2 separate regions of the Sus scrofa genome follow, and region 1 is linked to region 2. A link is a contact called in public HiChIP or PLAC-seq data. All regions are on one chromosome and are shown on one strand. Each heading gives the region's core, a stretch centred on a gene start, on an enhancer-like site or on the middle of the called end of the contact. The rest is flanking DNA. Distances are from core to core; before and after follow the strand shown. Region 1 overlaps ASPRV1 (retroviral-like aspartic protease 1). Region 2 has its middle 8.2 kb from the start of PCYOX1.

Evidence for each region. HiChIP or PLAC-seq counts read pairs in DNA pulled down with a chosen protein or histone mark.
Region 1: a contact with region 2 is called in an H3K27ac HiChIP or PLAC-seq map of alveolar macrophages. The contact joins two enhancer-like sites. A contact is called at or near these places in 1 of 5 promoter capture datasets (liver) and 1 of 2 datasets of contacts at active chromatin or transcription factors (alveolar macrophages).

Annotation. Positions count from the first base shown.
Region 1 is chr3:72,506,182-72,509,863 of Sscrofa11.1, forward strand. All of the region lies in intron 9 of ASPRV1 (retroviral-like aspartic protease 1), which reads left to right. Among named protein-coding and RNA genes, the nearest start is that of MXD1, 37 kb to the right of the region's middle. Within about 2 kb of position 2,285, at least 11 of the 83 cell types and tissues checked have an H3K27ac peak or open chromatin away from gene starts, as enhancers often do. A contact at or near this core is called in alveolar macrophages, where this site is marked.
Region 2 is chr3:72,229,975-72,233,687 of Sscrofa11.1, forward strand. No RefSeq gene overlaps it. Among named protein-coding and RNA genes, the nearest start is that of PCYOX1, 8.2 kb to the left of the region's middle. Within about 2 kb of position 2,022, at least 24 of the 83 cell types and tissues checked have an H3K27ac peak or open chromatin away from gene starts, as enhancers often do. A contact at or near this core is called in alveolar macrophages, where this site is marked.

The sequences.
Region 1 (3,682 bases), core at 1,035-3,534, 280 kb after region 2:
TGGAGACTATTGTCTGCCTCAGCTGTGAGCCAGGAGTTTTGTCTCTTATTCATTCACTCACTCCATCCATCCATCCATCCATCCATAAACGTGGGGGGCTGGGCATGCACTGTGTGCCAAGCACTGTCCAGGTGCAGGAGCAGAAATGCAATGGAGAGTTCATCATGCCTCTGCTCTTGCACAGATGCATTTTAGCACCAAACAAACAAAAAGATGATTTGTCCTGTGGTGACAAGAAGTGAATCAGCATAAGGGGGATAGTGGATTGAGAGTGATGGGGGATGTAGAGTTATAAGCAGGGGGTCAAGGAGGCCTCGTAGATAAGGTGATGTTTGCACAGAGACCTGAGGGAAGGGAGGCCACAGGGACAGTCTTCCAGGCAGGAGTACGGAGTGCAGAGCCCAGCCCACTCTGGGTGGAGCAGAGTGAGTAAAGGGCAGGGGACTAGGACCTGAGCTTAGGGAGGCGGGTCAGGGCCACATCAGGTGGGGGCCTGCCACTGACCAGACTCAGGTGTGCTGCTGAGTGGGTGGAGTTCCCCTACAGGAGGGTCCGAGCCAGCGGAGGCTGGGATCTAAGGTCTGCTTTAGAAAGGATGTGGGTGAGGGTGTGGGGAGAGCCTGGGATGAGGTGAAGGGACTAGAGCCAGGGAGGAAGCCTCACTGGGCCCCATGCCCAAGCCCCTCCCCAGAGCCCTTCCTTGCCCTACAGGCCTCTGACCTGAGGACCTGGCTCTGCAGTCCCTTTACCCTGGAGACTCAGCACTGAGCCCACCTGGCAACAGCCCCTCTGTGACAGGCGTGTTCATGGCCGAGTACTGGAGCATCCACCATCTCTTAAAATGCACCTGTCCTAGATGCCCTCACTTTAGCCTGTCAAGAACACTTGGATCCTAACTCTATCAGGTCGTCTAGGTGCCAGCTTGCTCTCAGTGCCTCAGGTGTGGAGAACATGCCAGCCACACCTGACTCCAAGTTCCCGTAGTGTGTTGATTGGGTTGGGGTTGAAGACTGTCCCATTCACACCGCTGGTTGACCTCTTGTAGGGTCGACCCAGTTCCACTAGTTTAACCATGGTGGGGCCATGAGTAATTTGTTAATAAAATACCAAAATGTGCCGGTGATTTACTTTTTAAAAATATGTGGTAGAGTAGATTCCAGGCTAGTCCTGTAAAAACGTTATTCTCATTTATTTGCAATCCAGTGAACTTTCTTGAGTTGGAAAGAAAGGGTGGTGTTCCTTCCTCTTGGGACAGGTGACTCAGACCCAGGTTGATTCTGCCGCTGCCTCTGGCCTCTGTGGAAACCCCTGAGGAGCTCCTGTTCCTGTAGATGAGGTGGGGTTACCTTCCGCCCTGAGGCGACTCCCTGCTGAACTTGGGCAAGTTTACTTCCACTACTTAAAGAAAAACACACTCACCTTCCCTCTCCTCACTGCACTCTTAACTCTCATAACCTCACCCTTGCTTAGTCAACCGCACTTCCCCCTGCTTGCAAAAGAAAAGACCGGAACATTTTTCATTATACACAGGCAGTGTTCCTGTATGGCCATCCTCCTTGTTCCCTGTAAGGGTGACCTGAAGTGACTTCCAAAATTACATATATTAAAGTAGGGAAATTTTATTTTATTTTTGGCTGTGTCTGTGGCATGCGGAAGTTCCCATCCAGGGATTGAACCTGCATCACAGTAGTGACCTGAACCGTAGCTGTGACAATGCTAGGTCCATTAACTGCTAGGCCAACTAGGGAACTCCAGGAGAATTTTAAAATAAAAATCAAAGACAAAGAAAAGACTAGGAGTTTAGGACACCAATATAAAAAGCACAGAGTCTCCCATAATTACTAAAGGGGAGATGTGAATTTAGTTCTGAGTTTCCCGGCAGCCAAAGCAAAAAGAGAAAGATGATCAATCTCATGGTTCACCATTTCCCTGAGGAAACACACACCTTCTGAAAGGTTGGTTTTTCCCAACAGTAAAGAATCTAAGTGTGGTGAAGAGAGAGCAGTGTCACCCAAGTTCTGTCTTAATCGTCTCTTTCCACTGATGCCTCTTCTGGGCCCCATGCTGTTTCATGCTCTGTGCTGGTCTGCACTGCACTGGCAGCTTTGACCCAAGCTCTTAACTGCAAAGTTGTGGAGAATGTCACAATCTCTGTAGTTGCTCAGAGTTCAAGTGTAACTTGAAGTGTGTCGTCTTCCTTGATTGTCTGGCTAGAGCTGTAGCTGCTGTTGGTCTGAATTTGCTGTTGGAAAGATACATGCAGATGCCGGGCCTTGAGGATCTTGCACTCTTTGATGTGGTACTTGACAATGCAGGCATTTTAGCAAAGGTCTCTCTCAGAGCCATGCCTGTACTGTACTGCCTGCTTTCTCATTGAGAGCTGCCCAGCAGGGCTGAGAGGCTCCAGGGCTTGTTGTGCCTTTCTGAGCAGCACCCAGATGAGGGACCCCCTGAAAAACAGCCCCTCCCCCCATGGTCAGTCACCTTCAGTCCCTGAGTCACCCTTTCTCTGCTCCTCCTTTCAGTTTAACCACTTCCTGCCCACTATTTGTTGTCTAATAGCAGAGTCAGAATGACATATTTGAACACTTCCCTACTTTCTAATGTAATCTTCCCTTCCAGGCTGATTTCTTTCTTTTTAAAAACATTTAAAAAAATATATATATAGTTGATTTACAATGTTATGTCAATTTCTGCTGTACAGCAAAGTGACACAGTTTTATGTATATATATATATATATACTCACACATATATATATATTCTTTTTCTCATATTATCTTCTATCATAGTCCATCACAAGTGATTGGAAAGAATTCCCTGTGCTGTACAGTAGGACCTTGTTGTTTATCGATTCTAAGTGTAATAGTTTGCATCTACTAACCTCAAACTGATTTCTTTCTGAATGTCAGAACTTTGTTTTCTGAAAACAAGGAGATGTTCCCAACACTTCTCAAGCTTCTCTCCTTGCTTGTGAAATAATCATAAATGCTCATAGGTGTTAAGTGCTTCCTTAATGTCCGGCACTGGGTTAGGTTCTTTCCATACACTCTCTCCCTTAATCCCTCCAAGAGCCCCAGGAAATAAGGACTATTATTATCCTTACTTTTCAGACCAGAAAAATAGGGCCCAAAACATTAGCCCCAGGTCACCTAATGAGAGGAAAGGGTGAAGTGGGCTTTGGTCTGGGGATTCATTTGACTAGAATCTATATGCTTGACTATCAGCCAGGACCGCCTTCCAGGGCATCTAAGGGACATGCCCCCCCCACCCCGAAGGATCCTCCCCCTGAGAATCTTTGCTTGCATGTGGCCAGCCTGCTCATCTTTGTTGATCCGAATTTGCTCCAGAGCGTTATGACAACCTCATCATCTACCTTCGGCGATGGGAATATCAGCAAGGCAAGGAAAGAGTCAGTCAGACATTCTGTTTTAATTAAATGCATTTTCTAGCAGGTAGATATGGGTCTCCCATCTCACTGGCCTCAGTGCAGGCCTGGGGACTGCCTACAGGTGTGACCCAACCTGGCCATCCCCTTGGCCCTCCAGCTGTCTTCTGTCCCAGATCATGGTTTCCTTGAAGGTAGACAGACCCTTGACATAGAGGTCCCTGCCTTGACTGCCCTGGCTCAACCGCTGCCCCAGGTGAGGTCCAGAGCATCCTATAAATGCCTCCTTCTTCCTC
Region 2 (3,713 bases), core at 772-3,271:
AGGAACTCCATATGCTGCAGAGTGGCCAAAAAATAAAAATAAAAAGAACTTTGATTCTTTTCTGGATGATGTTTCTAATTTAGGATGACACTGTTGTAACTTTAATATTTTACTAAAGTTTTTAATAAAGTTTTAAAATAAATATATAGGATGGAGTACCCATTGTGGCTCAGTGGCTTAAGAACCCAACTAGTATTCATGAGGATGTGGGTTTGATTCCTGGCCTTGCTCAACGGGTTAAGTGTTGCTGCAAGCTGTTGCATAGAGTGGCCTGGATCTGGAGTTGCTGAGGTCGTGGCATAGACCAGCAGCCACAGGTCTGATTCAACCCCTAGCCTGGAAACTTCCATATGACCCAGGTTTGGCACTTAAAAAAAAAAAAAAATGAAAATAATAAAGTTTTAAAATACTTTTTAAATCTTAGAAAGTACTTTTGCTGTATCCATAAGAAGGAATTTTATTTGGAAAAAAATAATAAAATATTGAGGAGTTCCCGTCGTGGCGCAGTGGTTAACGAATCCGACTAGGAACCATGAGGTTGCGGGTTCGGTCCCTGCCCTTGCTCAGTGGGTTAACGATCCGGCGTTGCCGTGAGCTGTGGTGTAGGTTGCAGACGTGGCTCGGATCCTGCGTTGCTGTGGCTCTGGTGTAGGCCGGTGGCTACAGCTCCGATTGGACCCCTAGCCTGGGAACCTCCATATGCCATGGGAGCGGCCCAAGAAATAGCAGCAACAACAACAACAAAAAAGACAAAAAAATATATATATATATTGATACATGCCATAACATATATGAACCATAAAAGCATAATGCTAAGTGAAATAAGCCAGTCACAAAGGACCACATATTGTAAGATTCCATTTATACTGATGGAACAATATTATTTTTAAGGCAGGACAAGAAAATTTTTAAACATAAAATTTTCTCTCTGTTTGGGCTCTACACCTCTTCCACTGTGCATCTATATGATACATTAACCAGATCTCCTTCAAAGACCTAGGAATGCCTGCTCAACCATAAAAACAATTTCCTCCTGGCACCAGCAAGGTAACTTCTTAGGACAAGCTATTTATTTTTAATCTTCTGAGGGGTCATTATGACCCACTTCTCCCCTGATACATGCAAATCTAAACTATGTAGACTGTCCATACATCATTTTATGCATAACCTTCTGTCACCAAAATGTATATAAATGTTCTTTAACTTATAGTGGGCAGAACAGCCCTCAGAGCTTTCTGAAAGACTGTCTCCTGGGTCATCATCCTCAGGTTGGCTCAAACAAAATTCTCTGTTTCCGTCTTAGAGTGACAATTAATTAATTTTTATCAACATTTGCATATCATAGCCTGAAGGATATCAGAGATTCCCACCAGAGGCTACCTGGAATCTACCCTAAACTTCTGTTAGCACCAGCACAGGCCCCTTTGAGTTCCACTGACTTCTCAGTACTCCTCAGGTGTTCCAGTGAGTTCTTCTGATATCTAGAACTTATCTTTTAAAGTGATGATCCCAAAAGTTTTATTCAAGTTGTTTTCACTGAAGACCTGGAGTACATTTCCTAGGCAGAGAATTAGGGGGATCTGGGTGGGAGGCTCAAGGAAACATAGATGGCCAGGTTTTTGTTAAATTTGGCTTAACTGAAAAACAAGTAGGTATATGTCTGAACAAACTGCTGGTGAAATGAGAGACTAAATTATTCCACTTGGAAGAAAAGGGACATTTGCTCCTTCCGACCACAAGGTGTCCTCAGGCGACTGAGACTAGTGGAAATGGCTGCGGATTAATCCTTGCAACAGGCCGCAGTCTCACAGGGAATCCCAATAAAACCGTTAAGTAAATTCTGCTCAGTGAATTCAGGATGTAAAGACTGATCAACTAGTGCTCTCAGCACCCAAGGAAGTTCTAGACTGCCAGAGGGAAAAACTGAGACAGGTAAAAGAGTTAAACCAACACAAGGTTAGCCCTTTGGGAACTAGACCCAGAAGAAGCACACATCCAGGCCACCACACTGTTCTCAGAAAGCTGTTCAGATCCTAATTCACTTAGGCTGCAGAATTAATAATGGGAAAGTGTTCCTCAAAGGCCGAACAGTTCCCTGGCAGACCCACATCTATGAGAACCCAAGCTGGGTTTATCTATGACACAAGGAACTGATACCTGCAAGTTCTTACTAAGTTGGGAACTGAAAGTCCTGCCCTGAAATTGACCAAGATGAGGCTCTTTTGATGTTCCCAAACTGGCTTTGGTTATGCAGTTAGAAAATGCCAGCTTGATAAACATCTTTTCAAAATCCTGACCCTAAGGGAAAAAGTTCTTCTAGGAGGAACTTGCTTTTCTTGCCCTGTACTTTGAGATGTGAATGTTCTACCAGGGCTCTTGGGAACTCTTATCTAGACTATACTCAGCTCCTGAGACTGAGAGGAAAAAAAGGGGAAAGAGGTCTTTTTAAACTCACTCAAGTAAACTTAAATTACTCCAAGTGTTATTTACAAACTAGTGAATTTATATTATAATACCTGATTCATGATTAGATCCGAAAGTGAAGCTACTAGATCTCTGGTTGTGTCTGTCTACATAGCTGTGTGTATGTTATAGATATGATACTTCTTTATAGTTGGATGGTTTTACCGAAATTATTTGTAAATTAGTTCTATTTAAGTGGCTTAAAGAAAATTAAACTCCATATAAATACTCTGAAATATTTTTTAAAAAACTAATTTAAATGAATTTCAGGCTCACATGACCTGGAAAATATTTAATATGAAATTAATATTTCATATTAAAATTAATTTTTTGTTTAATGAATATAGATATGTCTTTGGAGTCAAGCTTAAGTACCTAGGTTTACCAGAAGTCAAATAATATCATATTATCTCCGTTAAAAAATTCACCAGTAAGAAAAGGAGCACCCATTGTGGCTCAGTGGGTTAAGGACCCAGTGCTGTCTCTGAGGATGCTGGTTTGATCCCTGGTCCCACTCAATGAGTTAAGGATCCAGTGTTGCCACAAGCTGCAGCATAGGTCGCAGATGCGGCTCAGATCCAGTGTTGTCGTGGCAGTGGCTGTGGTGTAGGCCTGCAGCTGCGGCTTCGATTCAACCCCTAGCCCAGGAATTTCCATATGCCACAGGTACAGCCATAAAAAGAAAAAAAAATTCATCGGCAAGAAAAATAACTGGATTTGATTAAACCAAGTTCCAAGTTTCTTTGTCAATTTCATCATAATTATATCTTTAACTGTGCCTTTTAAAGTCTTTTGTCATTTATAGACAGCCATTGTTCTACTTTGATGCTTTTGAAGAGTGCTTCATTTTCAAGAATATTCACATAAAGGACCTTTGGACAAGTACACGTTTCTGCAAACTTGAAATCATACAACTGATCTGGGTAACAAATTAAAGAATTCTAATGGAAAAGCAGATGGCTTCATAAACTGTTCACAAATGATCAAGGTTAACAAGCTACATAGGACTGGGTAAACTGATGAATATAGTTGTAATTTTTGTCTTTTGCTTTTTGTCTGAAATATCATTGGCTTTTAATCTTTGTTTTCCAGCTTTAAGGAAATCTTTCCCCTTAAGCTAAATATATCTTATAGCAACTAGGTAAATTGTAACTGCTTTTGTGTTTTTTTTAGAGTATAGTTGATTTACAATGCTGTGCCAATTTCATGTAAACTATAACTTTTTTTTTTTTTTTTTGGTCTTTTTGCCT